Regions from separate parts of the Mus musculus genome. Here all the other regions are linked to region 5. A link is a contact called in public Hi-C, HiCAR-type, HiChIP or PLAC-seq and promoter capture Hi-C data. All regions are on one chromosome and are shown on one strand. Each heading gives the region's core, a stretch centred on a gene start, on an enhancer-like site or on the middle of the called end of the contact. The rest is flanking DNA. Distances are from core to core; before and after follow the strand shown. Region 1 holds the start of 4930480M12Rik (RIKEN cDNA 4930480M12 gene). Region 2 holds the start of Alkal2 (ALK and LTK ligand 2). Region 3 holds the start of Acp1 (acid phosphatase 1, soluble). Region 4 holds the start of Cmpk2 (cytidine monophosphate (UMP-CMP) kinase 2, mitochondrial). Region 5 holds the start of Adi1 (acireductone dioxygenase 1). Region 6 holds the start of Dld (dihydrolipoamide dehydrogenase). Region 7 holds the start of Rnf144a (ring finger protein 144A).

Region 1 (3,203 bases), core at 338-2,837, 2.5 Mb after region 5:
AGAAGACATAGAAAGAGGTAGCTAGCCAGTTTTCACCACTAACTCGCTTTCAGGGACCTGGGGCCATTTGATGACAGGTTTGCTTTGCTCCTCTATCCTGTGGGTAGACTGCACCCACTGTCTTCATTTCCTGGGCTGTAGTGCTCCCATCCATAAATCAGGGAAACTGGAGATCAGTAATGAAGGGGGTCAGCCAGTTTCACTATTAAATTCCTCAAAGCTGTGGAAGCTGGCCCTGGTGTCTAATCTCACTCCCAGTGTATTGTAATGTCATAGTAACCCAGGTGCAGTCCCCAGGATTTCATCAGAGAGGGCACAGACAATGCCCAGGCTATGAGGCTAGGAATCAGTCCAACAGGTGTTTATTTGTTTGTTATTGTTGAAATTCAGAATCTGAATTACAGTTCCATTAAAAGGGGGACCAAAAAAAAATCTGCCTCTTTCTAGATAGAACCAATCAGTTAAGGGAACAAGAATGAAATATCCTGGAATATGACATATAGTACTGCTGATACTGGATCCTAGGCTTCCGGATTGGGAAGGAAAAAGGACAAGTTTTATCAGGAGATGAGAGCCCTTTGGGAAGGAGCCCAGTAGCTCCTAACTCTCCCTGACTCCCCAGCTGACAACAGTGAAACACTGATTAAGAGGCTGCTGTTTTTTTCCCAATGGTAGCAGCAATCGTTCCCTGGAAGCCAGCTCTCTTGATTAATGTATAAAGGAGATGCGAAAACATACACTCTGCTTTTCTGATACTAAATATACACACCTTTAATCTCTGTTCTCCAGCCTATGCAAGAGCTCACCAGAGAAGAAAATCAAATAGCATACTGTATACAGAAGCTCTCTCCCCCCAAATGCCTGGTTCCTGATTAGAGCAAGAAGAAAGAATAGGATGCCACAGGGAAAGGCACACATCCAAACTATGGAGAGATATCATATTCCTTCTCTCAAGGAAGTGAGGAGCATCTATATGTTTTAATTAAAATATGAAATGCATTTAAGTAAATCTCACTAAGCTCTGAGTCAGCACCTTTAGAAATCATTTTCTCTTTGTTGCAGCCAAATGCAAAGTGATTGATCCGACTGCGAAGTGTAGGGTTTGTGGGACTGTATCAATCCGCCATTTGGAGACTCCGCGCCAACAGTTGTATTTGGTAAGGCGAGTACTAGAGGGAACTCGTAGAAAACTAAAATGCTTGTCAACAGATGAGACACAAATGTACGATCCAAAGCTGTTTCTGGAACGAGCCATTTGGGGAACTGCCACACAGCTTGAGAGATCTGAAAGAAAATGCAGGCTCCACGTGACAACTTTAAATAAAACATAAAGGCCTTTGCTCACAGGGTGGGGGGTCTTACTCTTGCTGATCTACTAGTTTTCCCTGAAAATTGTATTAGCTTGGAAAGTAAACACAATTACTCTGTGAATGCAAATTATGCTTCTAACTAATTACTGATCGAATCCAGCAAAGGACAGCCACATTTTTGTCTTTTGAAATATAATATAAGAAACATTTGTAGTGTGGAGGCTTACCTTGTCCGTCCGAGGAAATTAATTTTCTTTCCTTACCCAGAAAGATTGGTAATTAGCTGGGAGTGTGATGTTCCCTTGTTGCTATGACTACAGCAAGACTTCATAAGGCCCCAGGACTGAGAAAGAGCAAAGGTGACAGAGCCCTTGAGGGAGAGATACTTCCTTGCGGAGCAAGTACAGCCAGCTACCCACCCCATCACACAAGAAGAAGAGGAGCTGGGTTAAGCCTACGGTGCTAATTTACAAAGTATTTTAAAATCAAAGATTGTCCGCACAACATTGTTAACTTTATCTTCTTTTTTCCCCCTCCTTTTTCTTCCTCTGTTTTAAACCCAGGTGTTCTAGGTAATTTGATATTGCTATTGCCTCCAGGGATTTTGTTTGTTTGCTAGTTTTAATCCAAGGAAGTAAAAGAGGCCTCTCAGAGCCACAAGGTTGAAGGTCAAAGATCCCTGGGGTCTGCTGAGCCTAAAAACCCTCCCATGTGGACATTTTCTTAGGTAGAGGAGGCTGCCCATGCTGGAATTTGAGTTTGAGAGCAAGCTTAAACCCCAGAAGCTTCACAATCTTAAACAAGACTGATTCCCCATCATCCTAGTCTTACTTTCCCTGTTGCTTTCTTAACGTTTGATATGAATCTAGGATTCTGTAGGATAGACTTGGACCACCAACACACTTGTTTTTCTGTTTTAAATATGTCACGTTATGAGTCTGTTGTCCTGTTCCCAGCATCCCCCACGTGCTGAGGCAGGTGCTGGCATGAAGCGAGTGAGTGTGAGCCTTTAGGGAATTCACGTGGAAGGGAAGGAGAAGGGTGCACTTACAGGAATAGCATTGGTGCTTAGGGTAGGAAATGAAGGAACGGAGACAAACCTTGACCAATTCGGAGCTACCAAAGTGGAGGACATGGTGAGGTAGGCATGCAGTGATCACAGATAGCAGATGAGCCTCATGGTCTCTTTTCCTCTAAGAATCATACAAGGAGTTTTGAGCATTTCCTTGTGAGGGATCCTATCATTGTCACAGTATAAGTAAATCACATGCAAAGCTACATACTTTTGTCTCATGCATTACAGAAAAAAAGGAAAGCCAAAATTCAGCTCTGGAAGTCTAAGAATGTATGGCTATATTTCTAAAATGTAGCCCATCATACAAAGAAAACAAAAAGACAGACACTCAGTGACGACTTCCTCCTCCTCCTCCTCCTCCTCCTCCTCCTCCCTCCCTCCCTCCCTCCCTCCCTCCCTCCCTCTCCCTCCTTCTCTCTCTTTCTCTCTCCTACCCCTCTCCCCCGTGTGTGTATGGGTGTAGTGGGTGGGTATACACAACTGTACATGTATGTGTAGAAGCCAGTGTGAGATGTATTCTCCATCATGGTAGTAGGTGGGTGTGCACATCTGTGCATGCATGTGTTGAAGCCAGCAGTCAGTATGAGATGTCTTCTTTTGGTACCTTCTCCTGTCTAGAACCGTAAGCCAAAATAAACTCTTGCTCCCATAATTCACTTCTAGTTGTGGCATTTTATCTCAGCAACAGAGAAGTAGCTGAGACATTAAGGTAACAATGTAGTGGCAGAGCTTGTGCTTAGCATTGGAAGGTTCTGATTTCAATCTCTAGTGTATCCTCTCCCCACAGAGAACATCATTACCCATCAACACAACAGAAA
Region 2 (2,928 bases), core at 340-2,839, 2.2 Mb before region 5:
CAAGCAAAAAACAAAACAAAATGAACTCTCTCTCTCTCTCTCTCTCTCTCTCTCTCTCTCTCTCTCTCTCTCTCACACACACACACACACACACACACACACACACACACACAAACCCTGTTAAAATTTAAAGTTGATTTATCTTTAAACCTGTGTTTCTGAGAAGCAGTTCTTAAAAATATTAATATGTCTTTCAGACACGGAAGTTAGCCCTTCCATCCATATTGTCAAGACCCACTTTTGCTCCTCAGTACACAGTGTGGCTAGAACTCTTTTGGGGCCCACAGTGACAGGACCCCACTCACTCTTCAGGTCATATTGCTGGGCAATCAAACATCCTTGGTTTCTCAGGTCCATATGTCAAGACTCAGTCTCATCAATTCTGTTTACGTGTTCAGGACCCCACCCCTTCCAGTCCTCGTGGTCCAAAGCCTTGGCCCTCATTCACTCTCTACCTTGTAGGTTGGCACTGTTGGACACCCACCAATTACCAACTCTCTCCCCCTCAGATCTACACTGTTGGGATACTCACTTTCTGTTCCTCATAGTCTACACTGCCCGGATCCTCATCCACTTTCCACTGGTCCATTCTTGCCACAGCTCAATTTTATTAACTTTCTGTACTTTGTGGTCTACACTGCTGCGGGACACTCCTCCACTCTGTTCCTCAGATACACACTGCTACGGCTCCCTCTTCTACACTCTGACCCCACAGTCTACGCTGCCAGATACTCACCTCTTGAGACTTTCTGCCTTTCAAAATCTACGCTGCCAGAACCCCCCGCCCCTTACTCTCTTTCATATTATGGTCTACACTGCTGGATTCTCACCCACTCTAAGCCCTCCACCAGTTCTACACCGAGGAACACTCACCCACTCTCTGCTCCTCTTGGTCTGCCCCATAATCCGTGGCCTCTCTGCGGCCCAGGGCAAAGTCGGACTCGCCAAGGAGCTGCAACCTCTTGGAGTCTCCTATGTGGAATTTCTTCAGCTCCTGGACCAGCTCAACTAGCAACCTCAGCAGCGTTTGCCGGTCTGCAGGCCCCCTGGACTGCGCTCGTCCCCGGTCCCCCACCGTGCTCAGCAGTAGCAGCAGCGCAAGGAGCATCGGGCGCCCGGACACGCGCATGGCCCTGGTGGCCTGTGTCGCGGGTCTTGGGACCCGCCGCCCCAGCAGCCGGCGCCCAAGTTTCCCGCACGCGGAGTCCAGGCGCAGCCTGAGCCCGCCGCACAACTTTCTTTCACAGCGGGGACGGCGCGCGGGGTCTTTGGACACCTCTTTGAGATGCGAGGCCACAGGTGACGCCCCGGGGGCTGCCGAGGTCCGGAGCCGCGGAGCAGATGGGCAGCCCTGGACTTGAGAGGTCCGGGCACCTGCCAGCGGTGGGCCCCGCACTGCCCTCGGGCACCTGCGCCCACGCCGTGGATCCCGCGTCGTCCTCGGGCACCTGATCACCAGAGGTCCCGCGTCTGCCGCGCTCCTCGGTCCCCCAGTCCCGACACTACTTGATGAGCTCCAGCCCCACTTGTCCAGCGCAGGGACACAGGACGCGCAGCTCCTACGGGGACAGCGCTCACCCTGCTGCTCCGAGTCCCGCTGTCCTCGGGCGCTTCTTATTCCCGCGGCCGCCGACGTCAGGCGGGTCCCCCGGGTTCCGAGCGCCGCTTTAATTAGAACCACGGAGCGCCGCTCTGGGGCGCGGATATTCGTCAGGCCCCTCCGCCTCTCGCTCTCTCATCCCCTCCCCTGTCCCCTCCAGGCCCAGTCTTCAGTCTCCGCCCCTCCCTCACGTCTCCACCCGCGTCTGGTCTCCCCCTCTCTTGTCCTTCCTCTGCCTCTCCTGTCTCCCTCTCCCGCAGTCTGTTTCCCTCCGTTCCTGTCACAAGTGACAGGATGAGCAGAAACGCCTTTACCGGGAACTGGGATCTGTTTTTGTCTAAATGTAGATCTTGGGCTATTTAAAAGGAGCTGCTTGATTGCCTCAACATTGAGTGTCATCTAGAGTCTGGACTTTCTGAAGAAGGGTTCTGCTGAATACAGGCAGGTTTCTGGTTCTGAAGAGGATGATGGGAGCAGGAGCGCCCTGCAGAAAGCCCCTCACTTGGAGGGACCCAAGCAGCCTACGAAGGTTCTTAGAGCAGTGACACTGCTGTACCACGCTGGACCCGGGGCCTGGTTGGCTCCAGAGCTCTTGCCACTCAAAGCTGCATCTTTAAGAAAGTTTGATCTTTTGGAAATAGCCAGGCACATTTGCAAGGGCTCAGCAATTTACTTGCCTGATTTTTTTTTTTTCCCTCTTGTGATAAGTATTACCAACTGCACAGTTTCCCATTTCATTGGTGCTTTCTGGGCAGGAGCTGGAAGTCCTCCAAGTCGGCGATCACATCGGGGAAAGGTGTTCTTAGTACAGCATCGGAAAGGGAGAAGGCAAGCATTAAAAGCCTTGATCTTTAACCCGCAGTTGCTCAGGCTGCTGCGAAGATGCAGTGCCTTACAGGTGCGCACCTGCACTGGCCAAGGGTGAGCAAGGGATCACTGTGTGCCAGCCCCTGCTCTGCACGGTTCTTGACTTCTAACTCCATTTCCCCTCTCCACCACCTTCTCCCTCCTTTCACTGGTTTTCTTTCCCTAGCAGATCAAGTGCCTGGTAGAGTGGGACCACGAGCTATGGGAGACCCTAACAATTTGATTTTCAAATTTGGGTTTTTTGTTTGTTTGTTTGTTTTAGCTTTAGTTTAGGGCTCCCCCCCCCAGTTTATTTAGTTTTGTTGCATGCAATATAGTTGAAAGACATAGGATCCTGATGAAATGCATTGCAAGACGAAGGAAGATTTCCTGAGAAACAGATCTCAAGCAGATAAGATGGGATACTTCTCCTTCCCTCCTTTTCTCTATCCCTGTAAGAAGGGACGTGAAGTTCTTCTGGC
Region 3 (3,327 bases), core at 682-3,181, 2.2 Mb before region 5:
ATGGTAGAGTCCTGCACTTCACAATACCACCTGCAAATGAGTGAATGGACAAGGACTCTTAGTCACAATGTATCAATTAAAAAAAACCAGAGTAAATGTAACCAGAGTTTTAAAGCTAATTTTCTTTGAAAGGTAAAAAAGAGAAAAAACAAAAACCAAGGTAATATTGACTTATTTCACAGACATTGAACACAGTGAGCCAATAACCAATTCTCCTTAGTTAAGATGCAACAAACAGGATGAATGTTATCACTTAGTCTATTTTAACCTCCAACATAGCAATTTACAAACAACCAGATGCTACTATGGTATTTCAATAACAGGCCACAGAGCAGAATAAAACAGCACCTTCAACCCAGCCGTGTTATTCTCTAAACTTTGTGTACAAGTGAACTAACTCATTAGTAATCGAAACATTTCCTCATATCTCAAGGAAAATACCTGGGCCAGCAGGAATACAGAACCTGTTCACTTGGTAAACACAGAACAGGGCAAGGCTTCTGCCCCAGGCCAGGGCATTCCTCCATGGAGGTGGTTACTTCAAGTCTTTCTTCCCTGGTCTGCCTTGGCAGGGCAGTAGTAACATCTGTTGAAAAGAAGCCGGCACATTTTGCCAGGGGAGAAACCTGCTTCCTATTGTTACCTATTCCTATTGTTCAGAGCACTAAAAGAAAACAAAACAAACAAAACAAAACAATAACCAAACCAAACAAAAAAAACCATACAGGCACTATATACTAGAGATGCAGCAATCAAATTACCCTCCACACCACCCCTTTGTAAAGTATCGCAGAACCAAAGACACTGTGTCAAAGTCCTGACACCTCTACCTCTGGAAGTCCCAAACGCATGTGAGCCCCTCCCCTAGGGACTATCCTTTCCCAGAGATCACATTCCCACAAAGGCCCTACACAACCCCCAATCTGCACCTCCTTCATCTGTGTCAAGTACACAGGATGCCAATTCTCAAAACAATTTGAAACCAGAAGATGGTAAAACATCAGATATTAGGGGAAAAATAACAAAATGAAAGTCTGTCTTCAAAACTGGAAATGCTGGAGGAAAAAAAATTTTTTTTCTGCAATGAAGCGGAACGACTGTGGTTAACAATCAACCAAAACCTTTAGCCAGGAGTGTAGAAAACTAATCTTGAGTTCTGAGGATTTACAAAAGGATCCGTGCAGTATGATCTTGGTGGATGCGCCCAGACAAACCCAGGGACTTGACTGTTTTCTCTCCTCTTTCACAACGCCCATCGCAAGAGGAAGAGTTGCCGCGGTGCCGACACGCCCCAGCCGCTCAGACCCTTACTCACTGGTGCCTGCCGCTCCTCTCGGTACCCGAGCTCCTCACTCCAGTCCAGGAAGAGGAAAGCGTTCTCCTTGGTCCGCCTCCCTGACGGGACCCGCCCAGCGGGCGCACACCTGACCCAGGTAAGGGAATAGGTGTATGCCCTGTTTTTGCCAAAGCGATCACTGGTCCTATACCCTTGCTCAGAACGTAGCTCATCTGCGTCCACCCGCCTCATTCCTTTGAAGCCTTGTAAATCACCCCCTCTTCTTAATCGGGGAAACCCACTGCTAAGTACCGTGGCCCGGCCTGGGGTCGGTGGTCCAAAGGGGTAACTTAGCTTGGAAGGGCGGGTAGCTCCGATCGGAGGAGCCACCCTAGGAGGCTCTGCAAGCCGCTATCCTTGAGTTCATTGGCTGCCCTGGCACATCCTAATCCTCCCTGCTCAACACCGTGCCACCCAAGCTGCTCTGGGGGTCGCCCCGCGTTCACCCCGCCCTCACTCCTTAGACGTGCGACCTGGGCAGAGCTCAGAGTGAACGCTAGCCCGGGCTGCCAACCCGAACGCCTAAGCCCCGCCCTCTAGGCGACTTCTGGCCCCGCCTCTGGCCGCGTACGAACGTGGGGCGGCGGACTGCGCATGTCCACGGTCAGAACCCTGGCAGTGCGCATGCGCCTCGTCCCGACGCGGTTTCTGGGCGCCAGGGTCTGCACCGAAACATGGCAGAGGTTGGGTCCAAGTCAGTGCTGTTCGTGTGTCTCGGTAAGGACTCGCCGACTTAAGGGTCTTTTTCTTTGGGACCCTGAAGTGCTCTCCCTGTTAGGCTTCCGAACAAGAGCGCTGGGCGGAGGAAGCAGATCAGAAGGCCTTGGCTGGGCCCGCGTCTGAGCACATACTCGTTTGTCTGCCTTTTTCATATGCATCCCCCATCATCTGGTACTCCTCTGAGCCCGAGATCTGTGTAATTTTTGTCCCAGATTATGCCCTTCCAAAGCCCATGTCACCCTTCCGAGTGCCCTTCAACCACAAATCTTTGTGCGAGTTCTCTCTCTCAAGCCCGTAGACCCCTCTCACTTGCTCCTCCTCTTTTAAGTCTGAGAGTCGCCCATCATCTGCTTTGGCAGTTACTTCCAAATCTCTGTGCTGAAAAATATCCAACCAAAACAACTTTAGGGAGAACAGATTTGTTTTGACTCAGTTTCAGAGGTTCAGGCCCCTTTTGAATGGTTGTAGATTCTGGGCTTGTGGTGAGGCAAGGCATCATGGTCCTTCAAGGTGGCCAGAGCATGAGTCAGGGACTATTTGCTCCTGTGGACGGGAATCACAGAAGGGGAGAGTAGAGAGCAAGACAAGCGTTAGCCCCAAGAGCACGCATCGGGATGTATTTTCTTCTGCTCAGCCACACTTGTATCTTTCATTACCTCCAGTCATTTCCTCATATTTTGAATCTACTGGGTTAAACCATTGACTAGGTCAGTGCCCTTATGATCACATCCTCGGGGGATAAGCCATCACCGACGTCCTGAGAGTTGTCTTTTTCTAATCAGTTAAGGTCTCGATGACGATTAATCATCATCCCTGTTATTCCCTCATGCTCTTGTCCGTCACCTAACTTGCTTTTCTTCCTTTGAACCCTCTCACCTGCTAACTGGCCCAGGTGGCTTCATATCTGTAGTGTGACTCTCTAAGCTGGCCCCTTCTATTAGAACAGCTGGAGTTCTTGCCGGAAACCCCCACCCCCACCCCTGTTCCCCATTGTGCCAACGTGAGCCTAGGTTACAGGAAGACCATTCTGTGACAGGTTTGTTTGATGTCATCCTTGGGTCACAGTTGCTATGGTTCTCAGCCAGTCTCTTTTCTTTAGGTCTCTCTGAAACCTTGGTTTTCAGTCCCTAGGACAATTACTCATGCCATGTGAAAAACAGTTTGTTTTTAAATGAATAATCTTTTAAGTACCTTCTAACACAGAATTTCAACCTTGATTCTCCTTTACATAATATGCAATTCTTTCTTTTTTCAGAGTTCTTGCCTCCTTG
Region 4 (3,092 bases), core at 135-2,634, 2.2 Mb after region 5:
AGACTCTGTTACAAATCCCTTATCCCTCCATCACAGGAACATTTACAGATGACAGGGGTGTGTGTGTTGGGGATATGGGGGGATAAAAGCAAAAAAAAAAAAAAACAAAAAACAAAAACAAAAAACTCTTGAGCAGTTGAGTGACCGCATATGGCCCACAAACCAGTTGAATACTTACATGCTCTTACACTCTCCGATGCACATAGCATCTCCTGCACCACAAGATCCCAGATTGGTAGCAAATGCCCAGCAAATTATCCCTTTATCTAGCTGACTTCCTTCTCCTGATTTCCAGGGGACTCTACTCCCCCTGCAGGCTTTTGAGAATGAATGTATTAGCAGAAAGCATTGCTCAGCCAGGTAGGTGTTGGATGCACGAGCCACTAAGTTGACAGAAACCTACACACGAAATATTGAAGGCAGCATCCGTGTCTAACACAGAGCCTACCTGTGTTGCCTACACCACCTGGCTCGTGAATAAGAATAAACAAACCAAGCCGAAAGCACTTGATTGGCCAACCAAAGTGCTGAGTCCCCAGCTCCACTCAGTCCCCAAGGGAAAGAACTCTTACCTCTTCCAAGACAGCCCTTGCCGCGTCCCGGTCTTGGAACACCGCAGAGTTAAGCAGATCTGGCAGCAATGGGTGCAGATGAGGTTCCTGTGCCGGCAGGACGCATGCGCAGTCCACCTGCACCTGCCTGTCTCCCTGCAACTCCCACAGACGCTGCCACAGCAAACCCTGGGAGTCGGCCTGGAACTCGGCCAACTGCGGGCGCGCCGCCTCCTGGCAGGAGCCCAGAAGCTGGAGCAAGTCGCGCCGAGTGTCCGGGTGGTCGCAAGGGTCCCGCAGCAGGAAGCCATGCTGGGCTTCGCCGGCCTGATCGCCCGGACCATAGCCCAGAAGCTTGCTCAGTTGGCATCTCTGTAAAGGACCCCGGCGCAGCTGCTGCAGCAGGCGATGGTGCACCCGGGCCGCCTGCACCCGGGGCCCGCAGCCTTCGCCTGGAGCCAGGGGCACACACAGCGCGTAGCTGCGCCCTGGGGGGCCGAGCAGCTCTGCCAGGCGTGCATCCCTGTGGTCTGTTGCATCCCCCAGGACGAAGTGAGTCAGGGAGCAATCTGGCAGCTCCACAGTGAAGCGCCGCGGCCGAGCCATGGTCCCCATGCAGGCCTGGTGTCGCCCGCACAGCCTCCGCGACAGACGCCCGAGCCACAGTGGGGCTCGAGGGCGGCTTATTAGGGCCATGGGTGTCCCGGGCCGCGCCCTCCGCCACGCCTCGGAAACGAAACCGCGGTGACCACAGACCCAGGATCCCCGGGAAACGAAAGTGAAGGCAGCTGTGGCTGAGACCTCCAGTGTGGCCGAGCTACTCCCGGGCTTGGGCTTCTCCTCCCACCACAGCCGCGCCTTTAACTGTCGGCAGCGGTTAGGAAATTCTGGCCCTGGGGCTCTGGCGGGTTGCTAACACTGGTGTGGTCCCCTGGCAACGCCTGCTCTTGAGAATTCCAGGCTCTCCTGAGGAATCAGCTTTGTCTGGCTTGGTTCTGTAGTGGCAGGTGATCCTAGCTCCAGTTTTGGAACTCTAGGATACTTACTTATGTTGTATGAGGACTTGGGGAGCTGGAGACAGAGGCGCAAAGGGATCACATCAAGAAAACACGCCGCCACCACCACCACCACCCCCGCCCCCCAACACACACACACACACACACACACACACACACACACACACACACACAGAGAGAGAGAGAGAGAGAGAGAGAGAGAGAGAGAGAGAGAGAGAGAGAGCGCTTCATGACCCACCTGTCCACAGGCACCTGACCTCCTTCAGGTACCTGGCCTCAATTTACCTTGCAGTAACTTCAGGCCTGAAGCGTATTTGGGCAGCTTTTCAACTTTGCAAATGAGGGACTCCTCCAGGGTGCCCTTTGCTCACGTGGGATGCAAACTGGAATATGTGGCCAGGTTGTCACATTAAGTAATTGCCAATCAAAATTTCCTGCATCAATGTCCTGTGTTTGTTTTGAATTTTTTGTTTCTCTCTGTGTGTGTCTCTCTCTGTCTCTCTGTCTCTCTATCTCTGTCTCTCTGTGTGTGTGTGTTTCTGTCTCTGTTTCTGTCTCTGTCTCTCTCTCTCTCTCTCTCTCTCTCTCCCTCTCTCTCTCTCTCTCTCTCTCTGTGTGTGTGTGTGTGTGTGTGTGTGTGTGTGTGTGTGTGTGTGTGTGTGTGTGTGTTGGCTATGTTTTAGAAGTCTTAAGACCGTCTCAACCTTGCTGGTTCACAGTAAAGATAGGTGTTTCAGTGAGGCTCCCAGCTTAAGATTTATCCCCACACAAGGAAGGTGTAAGGCCAGGGTGAGCAGACTGTCAGTTGTGTTGGTAGAGCAAAAAGATGCAATGCACAACTGACCCTGGAGTGAGCTGTCCAAGGAACACAACACCTCCGGCAGTTTGCTACAGGGACCTCTGTGAAATTACTGCCTGGCAGACCTGCTAGAGTCTCAGATTATAATTGTTGGAAATAAATATTTTTGGTCACACACACACAATCACACACAGAGAGACACAGAAATGAAAGTAACCCTGCAAGACAATTTTTTGTTTGTTTTTAGGATATTCTTTTTTTTTAAATTATTTTCTTTATTTACATTTCAAATGTTGTCCCCTTTCCTAGTTTCCCCTCTGAAAATCCCCTATCCCCTCCCCCTCCCTCTGCTCCACAACCCACTCACTCCCATTCTTGGCCCTGGCATTCACCTGTACTGGGGCATAGAACCTTCATAAGACCAAGGGCCTTTCCTCCCACTGATGACCGACTAGGCCATCCTCTGCTACATATGCAGCTAGAGCCATGAGTCCAACATGTGTTTTCTTTGATTTGTGTTTTAGTCCCAGGGAGCTCTAGGGGTACTTATTAGTTCATATTGTTCCTCCTATGGGGCTGCAAACCCCTTCAGCTTCTTGGGTACTTTCTCTAGCTCCTTGGGGACCCTGTGCTTTGTTCAATAAATGGCTGTGAGCATCCACTTCTGTATTTGTCAGGCACTGGCAGAGAGAGCCTCTCAGGAGACAGCTTTATCAGGCTCCTGTC
Region 5 (3,281 bases), core at 479-2,978:
TGTAGCTGTCTCAGGCACACCAGAAGAGGGCATCAGATCCCATTATAGACGGTTGTGAGCCACCATGTGGTTGCTGGGAATTGAACTCAGGATCTCTGGAAGAGCAGTCAGTGCTCTTAACCGCTGAGCCATCTCTCCAGCCCCTACCTATTCTTTAAGGTCCAAAGCCAAGGACACGCACTTCACGACTGGATCTCCAAAGGCTGACAGAACTAATCTGAAACCCTACATGAAACTACTAGCAATGAATTTAGTGACATTTAACTTTGTTTTACAATGAAGTGCATATTTTATTATCATGGAACAACACACCAACACACAGGCATCAATATATTTTATGTGTCTGTATGAGTGCTTGTATGTCTGGGCACCACTCTAGTGTCTGGTGTCCACAAAGGCCAGGAGAGAACATGAGACCCCCTGGAACTGGCTGAATGCGCCCCTTCCTAATGTGGAAACTTCACCCACAGGATGACGTAAGAGGTGGGCCTCCTGGCTCCCGGTGGGGTCACAGCTGCTCCTGATTGAGATGAGTGGCTCTACTGCCCTGAGGAGCTGTTTAAGGTTTCATAGAAGTCAGCTATGAGGGGGCCTTCACCAGACACCCAAAGCACCTAATCGGGTTCCAGTCTCTACTGGGCAGCCAGTTCCTGTTGTTTACAGATCTGGTGTAGATACAAAGTCCTGAGTGTGACTCCTAATCTAAGGTATCCGTGATGATCGAAGGAAGGGACGAAGGCAGTATTCCAAAAGCTCTTTCACTCCAACGTTGTAGTCATAAGGGGCCTTTCTGTCACCCTGCTCTGTCCCCTTTCCCTAGCAACTTCTGCCGTGGGAGCAAAGACTAACTCAACAGGAATGCCAGAGGCCTTGCTGACCCCAACCCCACAACCCTGAAGCCATGCTTGCTGATCCAGGACAAAATTGCATCACCAAGTCCGTCCCATGCAAAGCCTTGATTTCATATGTGCACAACCCAGATTCTTCTCCAATCACCTATTTCCCCCGCTTCCTATCCCAAAAATATCCTCCTATTACTTGCAGACATGGATTTGAGCGTCGTTCCCACCTTAACGTGGCCACCCGACCTGTGGACGCTGCTTCAGCTGTGAGCACAGCATGTGGTGAGCAGGCCTTCATGGTTTTTAAGGGGCATGACTCTGCAAAGGACTCATCAAACGTTCCTCAGGCATGGCTCCAAGGCCAGTTGGTTTGCACTTCATTTTGACCATACCAATGCACACAGGCTAGATCCAGTTACCCCTCCACTAACCCCAGATTCTCTGCGGCTTTCCTGTGTTTGAACTGCGTTACCCGTGACACTACCATGTGACTGGCAGCTGGCCGTGCGTTTGCAAACACTAGCTGTGAACGCGCGCGAGTACCAAGAGGAAAGCAGGCGCCACCAGCCCAAAGCCTTCTCTGCAGTTATGGAAATCTCTGGAAACGGCGGCCTTGCTGAGCTTGCGCAGCACCCTAGCCCCCATCCCCACCCCCACCCGGCCCACCCCGTCACGGCGTGCGCGTGCGCAGGCGCGTGGTGCTCCGGCCTGCACTCGTACCTTCCAATAGAGCACTCCGAGCGTGCGCAGCTGCTCCAGGCTCACGGGGCGGTCGGGCTGTGCGCGGTGGGGCTTCCGCGGGTCGGCGGTGGACTCGTCCATATACCAGGCCTGCACCATGGTGGCGGCGGCGGCTTCCACTAACTGGCTGGAAGGGGCGTTGCTTGAAGGAGCCCCAACGGTGGTGGGCGGGGTGTAGGGCGGAGTTGTCGGGAGGGCGTGACCGCTCAGGTAGAATTCAGGACCAGGAAAGGCGTCTCACCCTCTGGAGAAGGTGGTGGCATATCCACAGCCTCCTCGGCAGTTATGTGTCTACCCTGTTTTCCTTGCAAATGCTATGATAAAATATTCTTACAAAGGCAGCTTTCAGGCAGAAAGGGTTTACTTGGCTCACAGTTCCAGGTTAAATTCCATCATTCGGGGCAGCAGAATTGTCAGAAGAGGAACTTGAAGCAGCTAGTTCATAGCCAAGAGCAGAGAGAAATGAATGCATGTGTGTTCACTAGTGCTCGGACCCTTTCTATACTTTCTTTTTAAATTAATGCAATCTAGATAGTCCCCCATAGACAGGCCACAGGCCAACCTGATCTAGACCGTTTCTCATTACTACTCACCTCCTAGGTGATTCTAGCTATGTTAACATGACTGTTAAAATAAACCCGTCATGGTGCTGAAAAGATGGCTCGAGCAGTTAAGGGCATCTGTTGCTCTTTCAGAGAACCCAGATGCAATTCCCTGCAGCCACTTGGTAGTTCACAACCACCCATAACTCCAGTTCTGGGGGATCTGCTGCGCTCTTCTGAATTCTGTGGCTATGTTCACACGTGTTGCATATCCAAGGCAAAACGCTTCTAAATAAACCTAAAATAAGTAAATGAAACTAACCTCCATGCTATCCGAAGGTGCAGCACAGATTAAAGATGGGTGTTTCTTCAAAATCTGATTAAGAAAGTCCCATGGGGGGGGGGGGGGCTGGAGAGATGGCTCAGTGGTTAAGAGCACTGACTGCTCTTCTGAAGGTCCTGAGTTCAATTCCCAGCAACCACATGATGGCTCACAACCATCCATAACGAGATCTGGCGCCCTCTTCTGGGGTGTCTGAAGACAGCTACAGTATACTTACATATAATAAGTAAATAAATCTTAAAAAAAAAAAGAAAGAAAGAAAGAAAAAAGAAAGTTCCATTGGTGGGACTTAGACCTCATAATATGATGCTAATTCGTTAACTGCAAACGGCAAGGGTGTTATAAAGAGTAAGAACAACAAATGGCTGTCATCTCAGGGTTGGGTAACAGGACCACACAAGATTTTAACAAATAGGGAGGTTTGTGGAATAGTGGCCCTTGGTGGGATAGCCATCTTTGATAGAAAAAAATTACCGTAGTTTAAAAGTATGACAACTGAGGACCAGATAGCTTTAAAGAATTTTTTGTGCTTGTCAGTGGTGGCGCACACCTTTAATCCCAGCACTTGGGAGCCAGAGGCAGGCAGATTTCTGAGTTTGAAGCCAGCCTGGTCTACAGAGTGAGTTCCAGGACAGCCAGAGCTACACAGAGAAACCCTGTCTCAAAAAACCAAAATTCAAAAACCAAAAAAAAAAAAAAAAGAAAAGAAAAAGTCCACAGCAAGTGCTAAGGCAGGGGTTTGAACTCAGGAAGCCTCACCTAAAATTCTGCTTAAAAAGCTGCTAAAATACAGAGCAAGAAGCAAAACCTTTG
Region 6 (3,242 bases), core at 340-2,839, 2.7 Mb before region 5:
CCCTGATTGGCTGAGCAAGCCTTCCTGGTGAGGTGATGTGACCTGTGGTGATTGGTTGAGGCGTGGTTATGGCTTGAGTGGATAAAAACACTTGTACCCCGAGAGGCGGGGGATTTGAAGAGAGAAGCTGCCTGAGTAAACTGCTTTAAGAAGAACCGGTGGTTGCGTTTTCCTTGCTGGTCGAGTTGGATGCAACAATAAATGGAGATCATTGACCAGTATTTGATCATACGTCTACCTTTAGCTGTATGGGACCCGGAAAAGACAATGCTATTCTGAATACCCATCTGTCCAGCTGAACAATCTCTTATCTTATGAAAGGGGAAAACAAGGGCTTAAGATGTAACTCAGGTGAAGAATGCTTGCCTGGTATACTAGAAGCTCTGGGTTCCGTTCCCAGCAATCAGCAACACATGGTGGTGGGCACCTGTAATCCCAGCACTCAGGAGATGAAGGCAAGAGGACTATAAATTCAAGGTCATTCTAAGCTCTATATTGAGTTTGAAGCCAGTCTGGGACACATGAGACACTCTCTCAAGAAACCAAAAAGGGGTTGTGGTGGTGATTAATATTTGGTAACAGCTAGCTTTCGTCATAACATTAAAAAATCATTTATTCATGTCTTTTTCCTTCTAAATGGGCATAGATAGGTAAGAAGTAATATTCATCTAATCCCTAACTCTATGGAGTTCAGTACAGTGCCTGGGCTGTAAACTTTTGAGAAGTATAGAGTTAAGGTTTAAACTAGAGACTGTTATTACAAAGTGGTATCAGACCTTAAATCTCTGTGCTCAATTTTTTTTTTTTTTTTGTTTTTGTTTTTGTTTTTCGAGATAGGGAGCTCTGGCTGTCCTGGAACTCACTCTGTAGACCAGGCTGGCCTGGCCTCGAACTGAGAAATCTGCCTGCCTCTGCCTCCCGAGTGCTGGGATTAAAGGCGTAGCCCACCACGCCAGGCTCTGTGCTCAATCTTATAGACAACAGTTAGCAATCTTTTAGGTGCACTCTCAATGAAAACCTAACACCTCACCCACCATCCCAACCCTTCTAGTTTCTTCTACAAGGGAGGCGTGCTTTCAAAATACAAAAATAGAAGGGAGCTTGTTTTCTATACTTTTTGTTAGCGCAGTTTTCAGAACAGGATGTTGGTGAAGAAAGGTTCAAGCCTATCCTTTCCATTGCCTTCGAGAACAGAGATTGTAAACCAGCCGTTAAAATCAAAGCCTTTGTTCGTAGAGCTGCAGTTACCTCTCCTTTGCTTTCTTTAACCTCTCAGGGCTCCATCCAGAAAATGCAAACAGTTCATACGGTTTTTGTAAAGCTAGATAAAGCCTACTGCCCACGAATATCTAGCACAACCATAAGCTTGTCAAGTTGTCAAACTTTTCTTCCTTTCCTATTTAAACTTTACTTTCTGTGGGCTTTACTGAAGAAACAACATTTTTATTTATCTAGTTCGTCTTTCAAGGATAATTTGCAACTCTACTCCAGTCATTTGAGCAACAGTTCTCCAATTCCCCAGCTGCCACAAAGCGCAGCGCCCTTCACGACAGCGCACGACGAAGCGACCGGAAAGCCTCTGCCTTTCGGGCCAATCGCGCTGCTCCTCGGCGATGACGTATATGTTGCGCAGGCGCAGGGTGGGGAGACCTTGGATAAGTCTTACCAGGCGTTCAGCGGAGGTGAAAACCCCTGGTTGGAGGGACGGGACCGAGGGACGATGCAGAGCTGGAGTCGTGTGTACCGCTCCTTGGCCAAGGTGAGGGCGGCCCGCGAGGGGATGATGCTGGACCACAGGCACTTAGACGCCCGCTGTGGGCCCGGACGCGGCCTGCCGCCGGGAACCGCCGCGGCCCCGCCTCTATGCCGGCTCGGTGCGGCCTCCCGAGGCAGCGGGGAGCGCGAGCCCGGGCTCGGGAGGGCCCTGCTGCGGAATGACTGCCCGCAGCCCCACACGACCCGGACGCTGGTCCAGGGGCCTGGGCCCTCCCCCAGTTTCGGGGAGGAGTAAATGACCCTTGCCACGCGCGGCCTGCCCCTTCCTACCTTTCGCCTCATCCTAATGACCCGGGGGGTGGCCTACTCTCCTACGGCGGGGAAGTAACCTTGAGGCCCGACTGGCCCAGACGTGGTCAGCTCCAACACACCGTCCCGCGAGTTCCTCCTCCAAGGATCTGTTTTCATTCACGTCTCTAAACTAGTGCACCCTGCCATCAGTCAGGCCCTGGGGCTTATAGTTTTAATTGCAGCGGTTTGTCGTCCAAACAACTTTCCCATTTCACCTGCCAATTGACAGCTGCCAAATTGAATGTATGAGGCCTAGTGGCAGGGTAGCAGGATAACTTTAGGGACAATACAGAAATGAGACTCTTCACGGCTGAGCCGTCTGTGTCTTTAAAAGTTAATGTAACACGCAAAATGTCACTGTTTTAGGGAGAAGGTGAGCCGCGTCTCTCAGTACAGACAGTTCTTTGTTCCTCTTTGGTTGGCATATCTTGATCTCAGGTGCAGAAGTTGTCTTCAAGTAAAAAACCTTGCTGCATCAGAGTATATTGTCGCTGCTGTCCATTGCTTACTCGCTGTGATAGGAGCTGGAAGTGTGCTTTCTTTATGTGGCCCTGGCCTTAGGAAATGGTAGTCACACTGCTTAGAGAGTGTGAGATTATGATGCAATTTGTGGGACTTCCAGAATGTGAGGCCACTCCGTTGTTGGTACATTTTCCTAGTCCAGTTGGTGGCTTAAGAACATCTTTATAGATCTTATAAGTGATTACAGACTGTTAAGTAGATTTGTTAGGAAGCAGAATGACAGATGAAATGAATATCATTGAAATACTTAAATACCTGAATTCAAAGTTTTGGGATTTTAATTAGAATACTAAACTGATCCTTGGCAATAAAATTAACAATGCTTTCTGAAGTTTTAATAAAACTGTAAGCCATTAAATATATTTTTATTAGATTTAATATGAAATGGTTCATTGAATGTTCATAATAATAAGGCAGACCTGGCAAGGTAAGATTGTGAAAGTTTAATATTATGGACAAAAAAGGGAAATTGGTAGGATACCTGTTTGCGGCAGAGAAAGTCCATTAGTATTATTGCTTGATACATTTGCCCCAGTTGTCATCGACCTTTTAAATTACATGTATTACTTGTGCACATGCCTGTGGGCATGAGCGTGCAACATAGGATGAAAGGATGCCAGAAGACAGCTTCTGGGAGTCAGGTCTCTGCCACC
Region 7 (2,934 bases), core at 425-2,924, 2.3 Mb after region 5:
CACTGTGTGCTTTCTTGAACAAAGGCATTTATACAGAGTCTGATGCAAGCCAAAGCTCTAGGAGGCCACGTGTGTCCTTGTTTTGTTTTGGCTTTTGCCTATTGGACATAGGCTCTCACTTATCTAGTCCAGGCTGGCCTTGACTTTGCAATCCTCCTAGCTCAGCCCTCAGAATGCTAGGCTTATTTGTGTGAGGCACGGTATCTATCAAGTGTGTGTCTTTGAAGATTTGAAACATTCAGCCCAGTAACTGGTGATGGTATCGGATGAGGGGCTGGGGAGACAGCTTGGTCACTACAGTGCTTGCCATGCAGGCCTGAGGACCTGAGTTTAATAACCAGCATCCATGTAAGAATACAGATGTGGTGCATGCTCAGCATCCTAGCACTGGATAATGGGGGTTGGGGTAGAGGCAGAAGGTCTCCTGGAACTTGCTGGCCAACAGGTCTGCATGAATTAAAGGGGTTTAGGTTCAGAATATACAGTAGAGAAAAAGAGGTGAACACCCCAGCATTGACTTTTGGCTTGCACTCACATACACATGTATAAACACAAATATGCACCTGGGAATGTAGCAGCAGACGGTAGATGGTACAGAGCTTTTAATCCTGTTTTAATTCTCTAGGGGAAAACTAGAGAAGTTGAGTTAGCAAATGGAGGCTCTCCAGTCCCCCAGCCAAAGAACGCAGTCCACAGCTGTTTGGACCCAAAGTGCTTGAGCAGAACATCTTAGGAGAGAGAGAGAGAGAGAGAGAGAGAGAGAGAGAGAGAGAGAGAGAGAGAGAGAGAGAGAGAGAGAGAGAGAACGCACACAAGTGTGGTGTGTGTGTGTATGTGTGTGTGTGTGTGTGTCTTGGATCCCCCCAAGGGCCTTCCCTAGTTAACTCCCACCTCCTGACATTCCCAGAGCCTCTCAGAAATATCTTTACCAGATGCAGACCAAGCGTTCAGAACACATGCCTGTGGGAACATTTCATTCTAGCCTTAATACATACTCAAAAGGTTCACCCATTTTTGCACGTTTGACATGAACTTCCAGGACCTACCAGAGGGATTGCAAGATAATAACTTATGGGAATTCCCATCCACTGGTGGATCTTAGGCTCTAAGGGAAAGAAACGAAATGCTTTGGCTTGTGCTTCATATATATGCACAGAGCCTCAGCCTCAGGTCCAAGCAGGTTGAGGACTCTTCTCATTCATTTGCATTATCAGAAGTTAGGGTGAAAAGATGATTCTTTCATAGTATTCATGGTAAACTACTCACAGGCAGGATAGCTGTCGGGCAGGTTCTGGCAAGTCCAGAGACTTGCTGTAATTTGCATAGACAGACTACTCTAGAGGGTCCCAGATACTTCACTGAGTGAGATTTCCAGCTTCTGACTGGTAGGGTCGGGATTTTTCACTCGTTTCTTTCTAGCTGTTGGCACTCGTTCTTCTAGTATTGAAAACAGGGGTCCAACTTCAGGAGGACTCATTGCCCCCTTGTCCCGCCACCCCCACCCCCCAACTGATCTGGGCCCTCCCTTTGGCATTGCTGGGGGCTGCTCGCCTGGTCCTGGTGCATGGACATTAAGGCACCTCTGAACGGCAGGGGGCGCTGGCGTGCAAACTGGCTCTGCCTCCCGCGCCCGCGCTTAGTGCGCGCTCGCGCCCCGTCGACCCCGCGCGCAGTTCTCAGGGCGCAGGGCGGGGAGGCATAAAGGGCGCTGCGCTGCGGGGCGGGCTGCACGCGGGAGGCTGACGGGGCAGCGGCACCCGCGAGCCGGCACCGGGCGGGGCCATCACAGCCACGCGCAAAGAGGCCGAGCGGGAGCCCGGACCGCGCGGGACCAGGTGGGTGACGCGCGCGTCCCCTTTGTGTCGGCATCGCCCGAGCGGGCCGCGCGGGATAAGGCTGTGCGGGGCTGGTTTCGGCCCCCTAACCCGTGCTGCCGGGCGGGGACCCCGCGGGCTCCGGGGCGGCGATGGGGACTATGCTCCGGGATTCCGCTGGGTGACGGCCGCGTCCTCCTGGCCGCTTGCACTTGGGGATCGCGCGCCACGGAGAAGTCTCCAGCCGCAGGCGCGGGGTGTGCTTTGCTGGAGTGGCCCGGGTGGGCGGCCGTCTGCAGGCCTTGGGTGGACTCCCGCCGTGACCTGGACATGGGCAGAGCGAGGGCGTGGGGAAGGTCGGGTCCGTTCTGGCCAGTGGCAGTCGCGAGTACCCCGCAGTGCTTAGCCGCGCCTGGCCGTGGGCATGGTCCTCTGCTAGCCTCTGGCCCAGGAGTCTCCGTGTCCCTTGTACCCCTCTTGCCCAAGGAAGTCCCCTCAGGACTCTCGTATCCCGTGCTCCGCATTGCTCCCGGTTTTCTACACCATCCGTGGAGCTCAGAGATTGTATCGCTCCTCCTGCTAAAACTGAAGGCTTCCTGGCCGCCGCCGTTGCGCGGGAAGAGGCGACTTCTTCACCCTAGGCGGGTCTCTGGTGGTCGCACTTAAAGTTTGCTCTAGTTCTTGTTTTGGTCTCTTTTTTTCAGAGAATACTTTAAAGTATACTTATTTTGAACAGTCCTACAGCCTGCTTGGTACAGGGTCAAAGGCCAAGTAACAAGGAGAGCTAGACAAGGCTCTGGGAAACCTTCCCAGGGTTCCTGTGTCCTAGGATTAGAAGGACAGTCCAATCTTGCTTAGGACAGTTCTAGGAAGGAAGGGCCTTCCAGGCGTGGTGTCTGGGAGACAGGTCCTTCTCAATGACCCCGGCCAGGGTAGTAGTTTAGACGGCTAAGAGACGCACATAAACACAGTAGCAGACAGAAGGAAAGGTGGTCAGTGTGCCCTCCGATGAGAGAGCAGAGACAGGGGCCTTTCTAAAGGAGGGATGTGGAATCAGATGACCAGTGGGGCGTAGCCAGGGTGGGGGAAAAAGCACCAGCAAAGGAATGCAGAGTGTGAA

What was found. Promoter capture Hi-C pulls out the DNA fragments that hold promoters and counts their contacts. Hi-C and Micro-C count contacts between places; a contact is called where the count stands out from the background. HiCAR-type assays count read pairs that join an accessible place to other places. HiChIP or PLAC-seq counts read pairs in DNA pulled down with a chosen protein or histone mark. Capture Hi-C pulls out chosen DNA fragments and counts their contacts.
Region 1: a promoter capture Hi-C map of hippocampal neurons shows a contact between it and region 5, with 5 times the contacts expected there. The contact joins the promoter of 4930480M12Rik here to the promoter of Adi1 in region 5.
Region 2: a contact with region 5 is called in a promoter capture Hi-C map of adipose tissue, with 3 times the contacts expected there. The contact joins the promoter of Alkal2 here to the promoter of Adi1 in region 5. A contact is called at or near these places in 1 of 39 promoter capture datasets (pre-B cells) and 1 of 9 other capture datasets (adipose tissue).
Region 3: a contact with region 5 is called in a Hi-C map of B cells, with 5 read pairs. The contact joins the promoter of Acp1 here to the promoter of Adi1 in region 5. A contact is called at or near these places in 1 of 39 promoter capture datasets (pre-B cells), 1 of 484 Hi-C or Micro-C datasets (B cells) and 2 of 115 datasets of contacts at active chromatin or transcription factors (large pre-B cells and pro-B cells).
Region 4: a contact with region 5 is called in an H3K27ac HiChIP or PLAC-seq map of large pre-B cells, with 5 times the contacts expected there. The contact joins the promoter of Cmpk2 here to the promoter of Adi1 in region 5. A contact is called at or near these places in 6 of 39 promoter capture datasets (cranial neural crest, hematopoietic stem and progenitor cells, hippocampal neurons and 2 more) and 1 of 115 datasets of contacts at active chromatin or transcription factors (large pre-B cells).
Region 6: a promoter capture Hi-C map of pre-B cells shows a contact between it and region 5, with 8 times the contacts expected there. The contact joins the promoter of Dld here to the promoter of Adi1 in region 5. A contact is called at or near these places in 2 of 39 promoter capture datasets (liver and pre-B cells).
Region 7: a HiCAR-type map of astrocytes shows a contact between it and region 5, with 3 times the contacts expected there. The contact joins the promoter of Rnf144a here to the promoter of Adi1 in region 5. A contact is called at or near these places in 4 of 39 promoter capture datasets (cranial neural crest, frontonasal cranial neural crest, hippocampal neurons and 1 more) and 2 of 115 datasets of contacts at active chromatin or transcription factors (astrocytes and large pre-B cells).

What each region holds. Positions count from the first base shown.
Region 1 is chr12:26,209,651-26,212,853 of GRCm38.p6, reverse strand. 4930480M12Rik (RIKEN cDNA 4930480M12 gene) reads right to left here and starts at 1,587. Exons shown (of 3, transcript NR_046278.1): 1 at 1,538-1,587. It overlaps Gm29687 (predicted gene, 29687), which reads left to right and starts at 2,349. Exons shown (of 5, transcript NR_131149.1): 1 at 2,349-2,451; 2 at 3,173-3,203.
Region 2 is chr12:30,882,985-30,885,912 of GRCm38.p6, reverse strand. It overlaps Alkal2 (ALK and LTK ligand 2), which reads right to left and starts at 1,589. Exons shown (of 5, transcript NM_001159743.2): 1 at 874-1,589. The coding sequence starts at 1,129.
Region 3 is chr12:30,910,216-30,913,542 of GRCm38.p6, reverse strand. It overlaps Acp1 (acid phosphatase 1, soluble), which reads left to right and starts at 1,931. Exons shown (of 6, transcript NM_021330.4): 1 at 1,931-2,053. The coding sequence starts at 2,011. It overlaps Sh3yl1 (Sh3 domain YSC-like 1), which reads right to left and starts at 1,874. Exons shown (of 10, transcript NM_013709.5): 1 at 1,316-1,874. The coding sequence starts at 1,316.
Region 4 is chr12:26,467,507-26,470,598 of GRCm38.p6, reverse strand. It overlaps Cmpk2 (cytidine monophosphate (UMP-CMP) kinase 2, mitochondrial), which reads right to left and starts at 1,384. Exons shown (of 5, transcript NM_020557.4): 1 at 573-1,384. The coding sequence starts at 1,247.
Region 5 is chr12:28,673,654-28,676,934 of GRCm38.p6, reverse strand. It overlaps Adi1 (acireductone dioxygenase 1), which reads right to left and starts at 1,728. Exons shown (of 4, transcript NM_134052.2): 1 at 1,563-1,728. The coding sequence starts at 1,682.
Region 6 is chr12:31,349,818-31,353,059 of GRCm38.p6, reverse strand. It overlaps Dld (dihydrolipoamide dehydrogenase), which reads left to right and starts at 1,589. Exons shown (of 14, transcript NM_007861.5): 1 at 1,589-1,759. The coding sequence starts at 1,721.
Region 7 is chr12:26,414,002-26,416,935 of GRCm38.p6, reverse strand. It overlaps Rnf144a (ring finger protein 144A), which reads left to right and starts at 1,674. Exons shown (of 10, transcript NM_001081977.2): 1 at 1,674-1,835. It overlaps Mir6538 (microRNA 6538), which reads left to right and starts at 1,926; the gene lies at 1,926-2,035.